2 separate regions of the Mus musculus genome follow, and region 2 is linked to region 1. A link is a contact called in public HiChIP or PLAC-seq data. All regions are on one chromosome and are shown on one strand. The core of a region is the stretch at or near the end of the contact, and the rest is flanking DNA. Distances in the headings are between cores, read along the strand shown.

Region 1 (2,700 bases), core at 78-2,577:
CTGCATAGCCCTGGCTGTCCTGGACCTCACTTTGTAGACCAGGCTGGCCTCGAACTCAGAAATCCGCCTGCCTCTGCCTCCCGAGTGCTGGGATTAAAGGCGTGCACCACCACGCCCGGCCTCAGGGATCTTTCTGCCTGCCTTGGTAAGCACAGACAACATAGCTGGGTAGGATCTCACTCTGAGATGCCATGCCCACCACGCCTGGGCCTAACCTCCCTCTATCCCAGGGTAACCTTGAATCTGCCTTCTTTTGTAAGCACAAATAATAAAATTAGTTGGGTGGGATCTTGCCTCCATGATCACCACTCCCTAAATCTCTTAATCTCCTTCCTTTTTTATTTTTCTTACAAGCTGGCTCATAGTGTAGCTGCCTCTGTTTTTTTAGGTCTGTGAAGCTCCTTAGACAATTCATACTGCATCCTTATATTTTTACATAGTTGAGAAATTATATATTTTTGAACTTATATTTTCAGAGTTCTTTCCAACAGCCTTAAGGGCTGTCCTGAAGGTCATGGCATTTACCATTTTGCTAAGACACACCCTCATCTTCCAGACTCACATAGCTTCTAATTATCATGAGGTCATTAACCTTGGCAGAGAAAACATTTTCTGATGGAGGAACATGAAGTAAGATTGATACATTTTTTTATATATACAAACAAATGTCACACCCAGCATCCTTCAACACTCATGGAGACTTACGTTTTGCTGGCTTTGTTCCAGAGGCAGGTACCATGTCATGTCAGCATTAGCATCTGACGGTGTTTTACTTGCCAAGCAAAGCTCTAAGCCATCACTGTTCCAGAGATGCATGCTGGGATAGGAGGTGAAGGGCTGAAGGGTGACCAGCCAAAAGGCACCAAGGGCAGTTCTATGTATCCAGATCAAAACACTGGTTTCTAGTTATTCCCTGCAGAGTTACATGTCCTGGCTAGGAAACTGAAGCTCTGTCTGCATAAGGTACTGAGCAAGATTACAGATTGCTCTCTCCTATATGAAACAAACTAAGGAGACTGGGTTTGTCTTAGTTAGGGTCTGTTGCTGTGATAAAGCACCATGACCAAAAGCCACTTGGAGAGGAAAAGGTTATGTTAGCTTAGAACTCACTGTCAATCAGCAGCTAGTCTCAGTTGACCTTGACAATGACCCTTACAGCTGGACAGAATAATTACCGTCTTACCTTAGTGAGACAGGAAACTAAAGCAGAGAGGCTGGGAACTCTCTCCAGCATATAGTTTTCACACACACCATCCCAGCCTTCCCAACAGAGAGGGCAAGGCCAACAGAGAGATTAACTGCCCCAGTAGAAAGCCTCCAGGGGAACTGCCACTAGAGGTGTTGTTTTCTGTTGCCTTTGTTCCATTTAAGGAGCCTCCCTAGGGCCCCTAAAGAGATTGCTTTCAAGTTTAAAATAACCAGGAAGGGTAGTGAAAGGTTCTACCCTGTCTTCACTGTAGAGACTGTATTGTGACATTAGCATTCGCTGGCTTGGTGACTTCTGTGCAGGTAAGAGTCATTTTGACTCTTGTTGAGGTGGCTAAGATGATCTTCTCCTTTGTAATGAACAGTTCTAGTAATATGTTTGTATATATTTCTTTTAAATGTGGGGTCTCATGTAGCAGAGGCTAGCCTTGAAGTCCTATCCCAAGTTCTGGAATTACACCAGCTTCTCTTGGTGTTCTTTCATAGTAAATGTGGTAGTAGTACTTTCAGTTAAAGTCAGAAAGTGACATCACTTCAGTAACATCAGGTCCAAGGGCTGGTCAGCTGGTGGCCAGGCAACATCCTCTGCCTGGTCTGGCACAGCCTGGGTGGTGAGGAGACTTCCTAGTCTGCCATTCAGGAGGCTGGAAACCCAGCACCCTGGCTCAGGTGCTGAAGCACTCCTGAATAGTAGCAGCAAAGACATAAGCAGACCAGTTGAACACATTTTAAATGACTACGTGGCTGTGATGCTGAAGTCCACCTGACCGTCATCTTACCCCTCAGCTGCTTCTCAGGGCAAGGAACTCTTTTCCTACATAGCAGCACCTGACGTGCCCACCGCTATCCCCCGCCACTCCTCCCATCCCCACCCCCACCTCTGTGCCTGATATAGTTCCAAGTGTCTCTGTGTTAAAGGCTTGATCCCGAAGTGGAACTGCTCCAGGGGCAAAGGGACCTAGTAGAAAGGACTCTGGGTAATGGGGTTTGAGGTGGGGATCTCCTGCAAAGGGAACTATGGGACCTGCCTCTCACAATGGGATGCTCTGCCACACGTGCCTGCCATGAGGGAATTGCTGCTTGGGACCCAGAACTATAGGGCCACCCAATCAGGGACTGGAATCCCCAAAACCATTAGCTAGAATAACCTTTCATGTTGTTCATGCCTCAGTTATTTTAATACAATACCACTAAACTGACTTAACACAGTACCCTTCACCTTCTTCCCCAACAATGACTTCTGTTCCTATCCATGTGACAAATGGAGTCTGATCTTGTGTCTGAGTAAAACATCCTCCCTTTTAATATTTGTACTCAGCACTTTAAAAAAAAAAAAAAACAAACAAAACAAAACAAGGCACTTGTAAGACACTGAGAGGTAAATTCTATAACTTTTGTTTGTTTGAGATAGGGTCTTTCCACTTAGACCTGTAACTTGCTATGTAAACCAGGCTGGCCTCAACTCGCATAGATCCTCCTGCCTCTGCCTTCCAA
Region 2 (2,700 bases), core at 129-2,628, 2.4 Mb before region 1:
GCCGAGATTCCTTGTGCAGCAAAGCACTATGATTGGCTATAATTGGAGTAATCTTTGGAAGAAGGTTTTGTCCATGGGGAATGATTGGAGAATCCTACGGGCACCAGCTATTAACCTTCACCACGCTAATGACGGCCTTCCAGAGTTACAACTGTGATTCTTTCCCCTTTTGGCTTCCTAAGTCGTGCTGTTAAGGGACTCTTGGGAATTCCCTTCATTTTTATTCTTGTTTGAAAATGATGCCCTGACAGTGCAGCTTATACTTAGCCACAAAGGGGCACTCATCCAGGCGGTGAGCTTCATTTCAGGATGTGAGTCATATTCACTGAGGCCACAAACCAAGGCAGGCCCAAAGCAAACTGAGGCCTTGCTCTCCCTTCGCAATCTGATTGAAGAAAATTTGAAAAATAAGCATAGTTGGGTCGGGCGTGGTGGCGCACGCCTTTAATCCCACACTTGGGAGGCAGAGGCAGTCGGATTTCTGAGTTCGAGGCCAGCCTGGTCTACAACGTGAGTTCCAGGACAGCCAGGGCTACACAGAGAAACCCTGTCTCAAAAAAAAAAAAAGAAAGAAAGAAAGAAAGAAAAAGAAAAAGAAAGAAAGAAAAATAAGCATAGTTGGTTAGATTGCCCATCATTTTACAGTCATGGAACTGTACGCTAGAATGGAGTAAACCCTTTCCCTAGCTCCCCATTGCCGGGCGAAGTGAGGAGGTATATGTCTTTGAAATGGAGTCTGCTTCCAGTCTAGGGATCTGTGGGGTTTTTTTCTCTGAAGGCAGAGTCCAGTCAAACCCCAAGCCAGGCTGAGGCAGTGAACTGGAGTGATTTGCTAAGTTTCAAATGTTCCACCGCTCATTCTCCCTAGAGGAACTTTTAAAGTTTTTGTTGAAGCAAAACTGAGTTTTAAGAAAATGTGAATTATCTCAAGCTTTTATTGGATTAGGTCAGAATGATCAGGACAACTCTGTCCCGCACTCCAGCCACTGTCACGTATTAAGTGGGAAAAAATCCAGTTCTGTCTCTATGTACTGAGCCTCTCCAGTGTGAACAGTGTCTGTCTGTCTGTCTGTGTTGCATCAGCGTATCTTAGGACTTGAGTGGCTGATCATATGTATGTCTGGGTCCTAAGGGTAGGAAGGCTAAGTCCGGTATCAAGCAATACGGCATCATGCCATTTGTGACTAGCGCCTTACCCTATCCTAACTATGCACAAAGCAAAAGAGGAGGATGCAAGAACTCTGGACCAAAGTGCGGCTTTGAAGAGCCAAGAACAGGGGAGGGAGGTGAACTCAGGGCCCCTGTATAAGCAGCACACGGGGGTGTGGACACCTCTTAACCACAGGCCTCTGTATGAGAAGATAGCGGGTCCCTGTCTGAGCAGGATCTTGCTGACGTCACTTCCTGGCTTTGGCGTGTCTGGTCCCCACCTACACCCCAAGGTATGCCCCGCTCTGAAGGAAGTGAGCTAGGTCCAGAGCACGATGTCCTGACTGGAGAAGGAGCCTCTGGAAGCACGTTAGCTTCCCCAATGCCTATGTGAGTGCCAGGCTAGAGCAGAGACCTGAGCTGCGCATGGGATCGGTGCTGAGGCTGAAGGGGCCACAGCCAGCCAGTTAGAGCTTGCCAGCCAGTACCACAGAAAATAATCAAAAAGAGAAAGCTTTTTGAAACTCAGGGGCTTGTTTTGAGGTTTACTTTGCTCTTTGTTCGTTTCTTTGTTGAGACAGAGTCTTACTATGTAGTTCTGGCTGGCGCAGAACTTTCTTTGCACACCAGGCTGCTCCTGATCCCAGAGCTCCGCCTGCCTCTGCATCTACGGTGATGGGGTTTAAGAAAGGTGAATGCAAACACGCCCAGAAATTTTTGGTTGTTTTGTTGCTGGTTTTGTTTTGTTGAGACGTGGTGTGCGTGTGTGTGTGTGTGTGTGTGTGTGTGTAACCCTGGTTGTCTTACTACTTATTTTGCAAACCAGGCTGGCCACAAACTCATCGAGATCCACCTGCCTCTGCTTCCTTCTTACCCCCTTCACCTCCACCTCAAGTGCTGGGATTAAAGGCATGCACCACCACCGCCCAGCCAAGTTTTGGTTCTTGCAGCTCAGATATTCATCTGCAGTGGCCTCCACTCTCCTTAAGCAGGAGATAACTGTTGCCAGGGTCATATCTAGCCAGTGCAACAACTACCCACTATCTGTGTGCCAACAGCTCACTGTGAGAGAACAGCCTAAGAAAATGTAGCAAGACATCAGCTCATTGTATCAAATGGTTGCTTTGTCCACCAGCTTCTCTCCAGGTCCAACCCCTCCAGCCTATTGGTTGGAATTCCAAAGCCTGTCAGGAATGCAGATTCTCAGCCTGTTGCTGAATTACTGCCTTCAGCAATAAGATGCACCCTGGGTGTTACAGAATGCCCGAATGTCAACAGCCACCTAGTCTGTGTGGTGAGGGACTCCCCGACTCCTCACGTCCCTGGACTAAATTTGAATCCTGGATACTGCCACATATTTAACAATGGCAGAAAGTGCCACTCACTCCCCAAGTTCTCTTTGACTTCCTGGAATACAACATAACCAGATACTCCAGTTCCCTTGCAGTCCATCGTGGCCACATGATCCAGTCATAACAAGGGGTGAAAGAACAGTGCCCATCAAGACTCATATGCTCTGCCCTTCGGTTTAACTTAACTGTAGTGAGGGCA

Evidence for each region. HiChIP or PLAC-seq counts read pairs in DNA pulled down with a chosen protein or histone mark.
Region 2: an H3K27ac HiChIP or PLAC-seq map of embryonic stem cells shows a contact between it and region 1, with 4 times the contacts expected there. The contact joins two enhancer-like sites.

The regions. Positions count from the first base shown.
Region 1 is chr8:11,639,443-11,642,142 of GRCm38.p6, reverse strand. No RefSeq gene overlaps it. Among named protein-coding and RNA genes, the nearest start is that of Ankrd10, 5.0 kb to the right of the region's middle. Within about 2 kb of position 1,327, at least 8 of the 459 cell types and tissues checked have an H3K27ac peak or open chromatin away from gene starts, as enhancers often do. A contact at or near this core is called in embryonic stem cells, where this site is marked.
Region 2 is chr8:14,011,434-14,014,133 of GRCm38.p6, reverse strand. No RefSeq gene overlaps it. Among named protein-coding and RNA genes, the nearest start is that of Gm39134, 13 kb to the left of the region's middle. Within about 2 kb of position 1,378, at least 64 of the 459 cell types and tissues checked have an H3K27ac peak or open chromatin away from gene starts, as enhancers often do. A contact at or near this core is called in embryonic stem cells, where this site is marked.